Linked DNA regions of Bicyclus anynana: region 2 is linked to region 1. A link is a contact called in public Hi-C data. All regions are on one chromosome and are shown on one strand. Each heading gives the region's core, a stretch centred on a gene start, on an enhancer-like site or on the middle of the called end of the contact. The rest is flanking DNA. Distances are from core to core; before and after follow the strand shown. Region 1 overlaps LOC112042839. Region 2 overlaps LOC112042839.

Region 1 (4,038 bases), core at 773-3,272:
TCGAATACAGATATGGTTTTTAAAAATAAGATATGATTTTTAAATTACAACCGTGAATCTCTCGGTTTAAGTCTATATTAACTAAGCAAAGAAGATTCCTGCTTCTCATGCCGTTATCGTCGTAAACAGAAGGTGGTTAGTACACATATATTTGCTTGAGTTGAGGTTTGAGCTCAGGCGGGATTGTGTACACTTCTTGCTCTGGCTTCTTATTGACGAGTCGCTTCCAACGACCGCCAATGTTCTTTCGTAAGCTGCGAAAGCTCGCTCGCTCATTGCCTAGGGGCTGCAACATATTGTCCTGTAAACAATAAAAATTAACAGTTAGTTGATTTCGTTCTTGTAAAGACAGTTTTTGGAACATCTTTATAAGCCACCTAAATGCATTGTACGTTCTTTGAAAATGCCATTCACACCTATTGAAATAAGACCCGTAAAAAAATTCCGTTATCGTCCTCAATGCTGGTTGTATTCAAAATAAGTGCATTTGCACTGCTTCGTAACTGACTTCCAGTTACACAATGCTCTTAAGTTATTTTAAGCCTCGGTTGCTATCCAAACGTTGAAAGAAGGTCGTTCGTCGAACGTTAAATATTATTACTAACAACGACGCGGGAACTTTTGTAACTGTCGTTTCTCTTAACGTACTCGCTTGGCATTATAATATTATCTTTTGTTTAATATTTCTATAGAGGTTCTAAGGAGGCAACAATGACAACGGGCCCTGTAGCTATACCAGAAGCAACAACGCTACCTACTGTCTACAAAAGTCTAGGAAGACATTATGTATTGAGCATTGAAGCTACAAATATAAGACGAGCCTTGAATTCAAAGGCAGTAGGCACATTAGCATTCTTTACTTCCTGGTACAGTCACGATATAGGTGGCCATACTCATACTCAAACGTTTAATAAACATAGGTTAAACACGTGCAATGAATTGTTTACGTAAACCTCTGGAAGCATTAACTAGACCGTGATATTAAGGTTAAAACATTTACGAGACTGCAATTTTAAGAGCTCAACACTGCATTAGCCTCCTTTGTTCGTTTAAGAAAGAAGGTCGAACGGTTACAACATGTTCGCCTTGCACAGCTTTCTACTCAGTGAGCGTGTTCCGACATTTAAATTTATTTTGCGCTTAGATATCGTCACTTAAGCCAACTCTCTCCAATGTGGAGGGGACTGCACTTTAAGCGTCGCGTTTCTTTTCATAATGCTCACTTTCCTTAATACCTACTAACAATGTTTTGGCTACAGAACGAATTAATGCCACAATATTGCACATGTTATGAGAATCATATTCAGGTCAAGACTATCAGCTGTGGCGGGATTGTAACGTTTTCTATTAATATGGTACACTACTGCCAACATTTATTATTTTTTTGTAGCGTCTAGACTTGATTTTGAATTTTCTTAATTTAGTTCATAATGGACTGTACGAACCTGATCGTGAGAATAGACGTAAGGCGGGGGCAGCGGCGGTGGGAACTGCCACAAGGGCTGCTGACGGAAGGCAAGAGGCTCGGGCGGTGGCTGCGGCGCTGCCTGGAGCACTGCCTCGGCCGGGTGCACCGAAGCCGAGTGCTCCTCGCGCTTGCGCAGCTTGCTGTGGACGATGCGAATCGCCATCATAGTGCCGTTGTTTCCGACCATGGTTGTAAAGGGTCCTTCGACGCAAGAACAACTAAACACACTGGGTTGGATCACAGGTAAATAGTTCCAGTCGGGCAGTCACAACATATCCAATTCACAATTTCACTCACAGCCGTATTGCGGTCTAAACGCGTATAACTAATAACTAATTAAAATAAATTATCACAATTATTTTGTAAGTAGAGCTATTGCACATATCACTGCTCGTATAGGAACGCGCGGTAGACCGCGTTATGCGAGCTTCAGCTGCGCCAGCGGGTGACTAGAATGTTATCGTGAAGATTGGCCGGCAGGTGCCTAGCAAAGCGCTCGCTCGTGCCAAACGACCTCTACGGAGTACTCCATGCGTCTGAGTTGAAGTGGAGGGGCGCGGATGGCTTTTATATGCTCGCGTCTGACGCGGCGCTAGTGCGGCGGGGGGTGGGAGGAGAGGGGCCGACGATGTGGTCGTTTTCCATGAAAAACTACAATGATTGCGATACCATTGCCGCTCTCATGTCGAATCGTCACGATAATGACGCACCAAACGGACTAACCGGCTTGGTATATCCCTGCTGCCCGAGCTATAAATTTAATTCTGACGTTTTTCTTATACCCAGATTTCCAAATCTAGTTTAATGACGACTGTGAGTGAAATCGGAACGTTAACACCAATATCCAGTATCTGTATTATTCTTGCGTTGAAGGTTTATCTTATAAACTAGATAGATAGTTACCAAACATGACATAAATACTAGATAAACACGTTGATATTAGAAATAAGTGCATTGGTATAGTACTAGATAAAACAAAAGTATCGATCAAAAAATTATTGCACTTTATCTACGCAAGAGATTAGAGCTTCCTAGAAAATGTAGCCATTATGTAGCCATAAGTAAACAGTGAACACGCCTCCTATACTGGCATAGTTTTTGCAGCAACTGATAACAGACCCGTATTGATTCCACTGATAGTAACAAATCTGAGGGAGACATTTCACCATCAGCCGAGTTCAAAGTCCATAAAATACAAACGCAAAGCCGCGTATACATTTAACACAGCTGGTTCTATGGATAAAGTAAACGCAATAGTCACAAATATTGCATCTCTTTCTATCGAGCTCGTAAGCATGGGGTATAAACAAGGAGGTGTGTGTTTAATGCTTTCTACTTAAAAAGGTAAAGTAGGGCTACAGGGTAAGGGAGACCGGGAAGGTGCATTGCCCTTAGTCCGTTCCTAACACAAGTATGCCTTCGGGGCTTTGACTCGAATGTGGGATAAAAAACACAGGTAGTTTAGCCATTATAAGATGTTACCCTTGAGAACCGTCTAGAGGATACCGTCAATGTCGGCAGATATTCAACAGAAACCTCTTTATTTCGCGAAAGTAATAAATCGATATTATCGATATTCCTAATAACTGTAAAGTTGCAATATTTGTGATTTTTAATAGTTAAACTAACTAATAGTAATAATGTTATGCTATTTTCCTCTAAACTGACTGTACTAAATGAAACTGTTAGAATGTTGTGCATGTTACTGGCATGTAATTTAAAAGACATTAACTCCACAATGTTAAATTAAGTATAGAATCAGTAATAACAAAAACTAAACCTGATCAAGTTGTAGACATCTTCTAAAAATTTCTTGTTCATTATTAATCTGCCTGTCTAGATGTGAGATACCTAATTTTGAAAAACCAATTATTAGGATCGATTATAAAGGGATTTGAATATAAAGCGACTGCCTTTCACATGGGTAGCTTAATTAATCAGATATCTAACTTTGAATCTTATATATCGCACACAGTAGAAACTAAAGTAGAAATATACTTTGATCTACGTAATTGAAGTCATGGGCGATATCAATATTACATTAGGCGTCTGACGCAAAGTTCACACGTGCGAAGCCAATTACTTATACCAGTTCTTTTATACTTTTGTAAAGATTTCGAATGACTTATTCAGAATTAAATGATTCATTAAATTTTAATGTGTATTCGAATTTTAAATTAAATCTATTAAAATTAATTTACCAAGCTCCAGCGGTTTGTATAACAAGCAATGTGTAAAATGACTATTGTTTTAAGATTTCGTGAGAAAACTTTTTGCTCACCTTTGCATGTGATTTCCAAAAAAAATAGGTAAAACTAGTTTGTAATACAAAGCAGGGTTTTGAAATAATAAATCATTTAAACGATCCTACGTCAACGCATCTCAGCGATTTATATTCGTCAATGACGGGATTTTTAATGTTCCAGAATAAAAAGAAGAATCATATCTTTTTTATTCTACTTAAGAGGGACTATCTCTGTTGAAAGAGTCTAAAAATAATAACAAACCACCACATAACGGTTAAACCTATAATTTGATAAACTGAAACAGAGCGATAGAAAAAAATATAA
Region 2 (4,220 bases), core at 1,164-3,663, 46 kb after region 1:
ATCGAAGACCGGGAAGTAGGCAAATTAAGATTCTAAGATTTTCTTACATACATAGTTACAAGTGAAGTTCATTTATGCGTGTTAAATATGTCATCCATGCCTACTGACACCCCTTTATTGATATCATAGAGTATGTAGATGACATTGCCTGGTTGACATTGTGATTTTTTGTTAACAATAGGTTTAAGGGAGTACAAAAAATGTGGTTGTTGTTGACTTAATGTTGTCCACGGACACCTTAAATCTTGTATTGTGAAGCATAAACGCAGGATGTTCGGAAATTTCATAAAAATTGCTTCCGACTATATCTACATGACGTCGCTTGGCTATACGTCTCTGTCGGTTTGGAGATAACTAGCCACAGCCGACACCTATCACAAGACCGAACCGAAACCAATTTTGAAAACACAATATCCTAAATTTATTTAAGCTAGACATATCCCAGGAACTCTCCAAGTTCTAAATAAAAACATCACATGTGGGAATTTTCCGTATAAACTAATGCTTCTCACATAAATGTAAAGTAAAAAGCCACGCACATTTACCCTCAAAGTTCAGTAACCTTTGTTTTATGAGGCTTCACGATTATATTGTTTCCAGGTTAGTTACCTAATACTTACGTTCAGTTAAAATAACGTTATACAGCTTAACATTAGATAGTACTACTTTTCGCTATTTTTAAATATGAAAAGGTTATACTTTGCGTAAGTTATCCGTGCGATACCAGCGTAAAAAATAAGAAATCACAAAAAGGGTGAAGGCAAGCCGCTCGAAAAAACTAGCCAAAACTAAAAAATAATAATTATGTCAAGTGTTAAAGGATTATCTCAGTGGATTTATGGCGTAGGTAGGCGAATCCGGCCCGGGGCATGCACCTTCAACTTTTCAGATAAGTGCTTTTTAAGAAATTAAATATCATGTGCCTCAAACAGTAAAGGGAAAACATCGTGAGGAAACCTACATACCAGAGAATTTTCTTAATTCTCTACGTGTGTGAAGTCTGCCAATCCGCGTTGGGCCAGCGTGGTGGACTATGGTGGCCTAGCCCCTCAGATTCTGAGAGGAGACTTGAGCTCAGCAGTGAGCCGAATATGGGTTGATAATGATGATGATGAAAAGGATCGGGTATCGCCCAATCCTTTTCCCGATGTTAGGGCGTATGGTTGGAATGAGTGAACCAGGGCATGTGTAAAAGGTGTAGATGTTTATAGTTAATGAATGAAAGAAGCGAATTGACATATTTTGCCGAGCCCACTAAAGTGAGATAAGGTAAAGGAGATGATGATGTTACTTTGCGTAAATTTATAATTCCCCTAGGTACTTTGATTTGATTTAAATATAGTTACATAGACTTAATTAATAAGTGACAGAACACCCAAACGAAACAATAACAATGACTATTATAATACTTATTACTTACCCAAATAAAATGCGATTGATGTTATAAAAATCACGACAAGACACTAGAACCTTACAACTGAATACTGAAAATTAGTTACCTGTAACTATTATTATGTATTCTGTGGATTTATTTTGACTTGTGTTTGACATCAAAGTTCGCAACACCGCAGTATGAATCATGCGACATCTATACACTCGTGTATAATGAGTTAAGTGGAACAATATGACGAAATAGGTAAACGCAGGGTGTCTTTGGATGTGTGCGTTATTATATTATGTGTGTGTGTGTCCACAATATTACTCATGCTAAAATGCATGTGATTCGTGCTTTTAAATCGGGGCTACTGTAACGTTTAGCGGAAAACTTTACCCCTTTTAAAAGTGAGTCAGGTGACTTTTTGTGTTAGAGTTAACACAAAAAAGTACACTGTGAAAAGTCACTGTAGTGACTCATGTTAATTTTCCACGTAAAAAAATAGGTTATGATTATGGTTTTATTTAGGTAGACAGCTTTGGATGTGGTAGTAAGGTAATAGTAGAATATCCAGCAAATATACATACCCAAAACCCTTTCGCCTTATATATCAAACAGCAAATATATAGGAAAATAGCTGTAAATAGGATTTACATTTTTTAGATATTTTTAAATAGGAAAAGGTAAAGATAAATTATATCTTATTATTATTATGGCTGAAAACCTTGCACTGAGTCAAACACAACGGTTGACTTCGAATAATAAACAAAAACTTGTTTTTCTACATAACATTAGATAATAAATAATAATTAAAAAATATTGTCATGTAGTAAAACACATGACTGTATGTATGAATCATTGAATACCATACTCCCGCTTTTTCTAAGAAATATTGTGAGATAAAAAATACAATAAATAATATTATGTTGGTCGTATAGATACGTCAGAAAGTAACAGGTTTCTTGTTTTTAAACTGATATATATGTACTAGTGGCATTGAGTTACGAATTTAATAATCCTGTTATTGTAAGTGGTTCTCAAAATATTAACCATGACGAAAAGTCAGATGCCTATACTACCACAGGTGATATACTCGTATGTATATTGTATATCATACAGTCTACTTTGACAAATGAAGGTCAGACGCCAGACATACAAGTATACAAGATTATTTCTAATCCCTTGGGAAATACCTATTTCCCAGGGTATTAGAAATAATTATGTACTCTTTATAACATAGGTATCTACTTGCTTACTGAGCCACCTGATTGAAGTGATGATGCATTAATTCAGACGAAATCAGGTAGATTTCGTCTGAATCGGAAACTGATTCTAATCAATTCTTCTTTATCGCTTTCACTTGTGTACCAAGTGTATACTCGTAAAATGACAAAATTCCAAACATTGTGCAATACAAAACTTAGATGTCTCTTCAGGATTTTCAAACTTACGAGTACCTTATAACTATCAGTACATCCACCAACCAATCTATCTTCCGAAACAAAGGTCTATTGTCCATAATAAGACGTTTGAAACGTATATATATTCTAACTTATTACAAGTAATTACAGTAGGCACTAACTAGCAATAGTGAGACTAATGTATTTAAATAAACAAAAAATATCGGGGAAAAACACTGAAACTTAAAAATAAACCAGCATTTCATCACGGTAATTAAGAAACAATTGCATTTAGCAAAATATGCGTAGACAAACCTGATATTATTGTATTTTTCAGAGTCTATTGTTGATGGTAAAGTTGGGAATGTTCGACTGAATTATTAGGTAAGTTCTCGCGAGTACGCCAGATCTAAAACTTTTACTAAAATTCCTATAAGCTATGCTTACGATGATGACCTACGGTTCCGAGACTTGGTCGCTAACTATTGGCCTCATAATGAGACTCAGAGTCACGGGTGATGGAACAAGCATGGAGTATTTCTGCGTGATCGTATCAGAAATTATAAGATCTGCAAAAGAACCAAAATTACTTACATAGCTCACCGAGTTGTGAGCTAAAATAGCAATTGGAGGGCACGAAGTTTGAAAAGCCGATGGATGATGGGATCCCAAGGTGCTGGAACGGCAACCATGGGCTAAAATGCGCAGTGTTTGTCGACCCCTCGCCGGGTGGACTGACGACATCCAGCAAGTCGTTATCTGGATGCAGATTGTAGTGTTTGAAAGTCCCTACAAAAGGCCTAGATATCCCGCAGTGGACGTCCATGATGATAAAGATAATGATGATGACGATGAAAAAATAACCATCATTACTAGTGGTCACTCATTAGACATTAATCATTAGCAGTCATTAAACATCCACTGTTCAACATATGAGTAATCTGGTTGTACTTAATGTTGTATGAATCGCCTGTCCTCTCTAGTTTTGGCTTAAAAAGTCTGAGATATATTATTAAATGAGTCTTAGTAATCGTCTATTTGTTTCCAAATATTGGCTAGGATTACGACCTCATTACTGTATTATACTGTCAAGATATGTAACAAGTGATATAACGGATAATGTTGTAAAAAACAGTGCGCACGCGTCCAACTGTATTATTCCAACACGTTCAACAGCCGTGATTGTAGTCCTTATCGTGATGTGATAATCTTGTAATGGCTGTCATTTCTGAAAATCATGAAATTTAACTGCCGTATGACATTTTCTTTTTTGAGTGCAAAATGTAAATTGTAAATGTTTCGAGGATCGACTGAATGTCAACCAGCCAATGACGTGCATATAATAAATGCAAAAAAAACTACCTGTCCTGAGGACTCAGTACGTTTCTACATACAACATATCTTGTGTAAATTGTATGTATATTATCTAGTCTAGTTAAAAACCT

Evidence for each region. A called contact is a pair of places that touch in the nucleus more often than the background predicts.
Region 2: a contact with region 1 is called in a Hi-C map of whole body, with 2.5 times the contacts expected there. The contact joins two enhancer-like sites. A contact is called at or near these places in 2 of 2 Hi-C or Micro-C datasets (whole body and whole larva).

The regions. Positions count from the first base shown.
Region 1 is chr12:7,083,354-7,087,391 of ilBicAnyn1.1, forward strand. It overlaps LOC112042839, which reads right to left. Exons shown (of 6, transcript XM_024078008.2): 5 at 1,446-1,608; 6 at 1-301. The coding sequence ends at 137. Among protein-coding and RNA genes, the nearest start is that of LOC112047940, 55 kb to the left of the region's middle. Within about 2 kb of position 2,023, at least 8 of the 8 cell types and tissues checked have open chromatin away from gene starts, as enhancers often do.
Region 2 is chr12:7,129,133-7,133,352 of ilBicAnyn1.1, forward strand. The region is part of intron 3 of LOC112042839; the gene reads right to left. Among protein-coding and RNA genes, the nearest start is that of LOC112047940, 100 kb to the left of the region's middle. Within about 2 kb of position 2,414, at least 6 of the 8 cell types and tissues checked have open chromatin away from gene starts, as enhancers often do.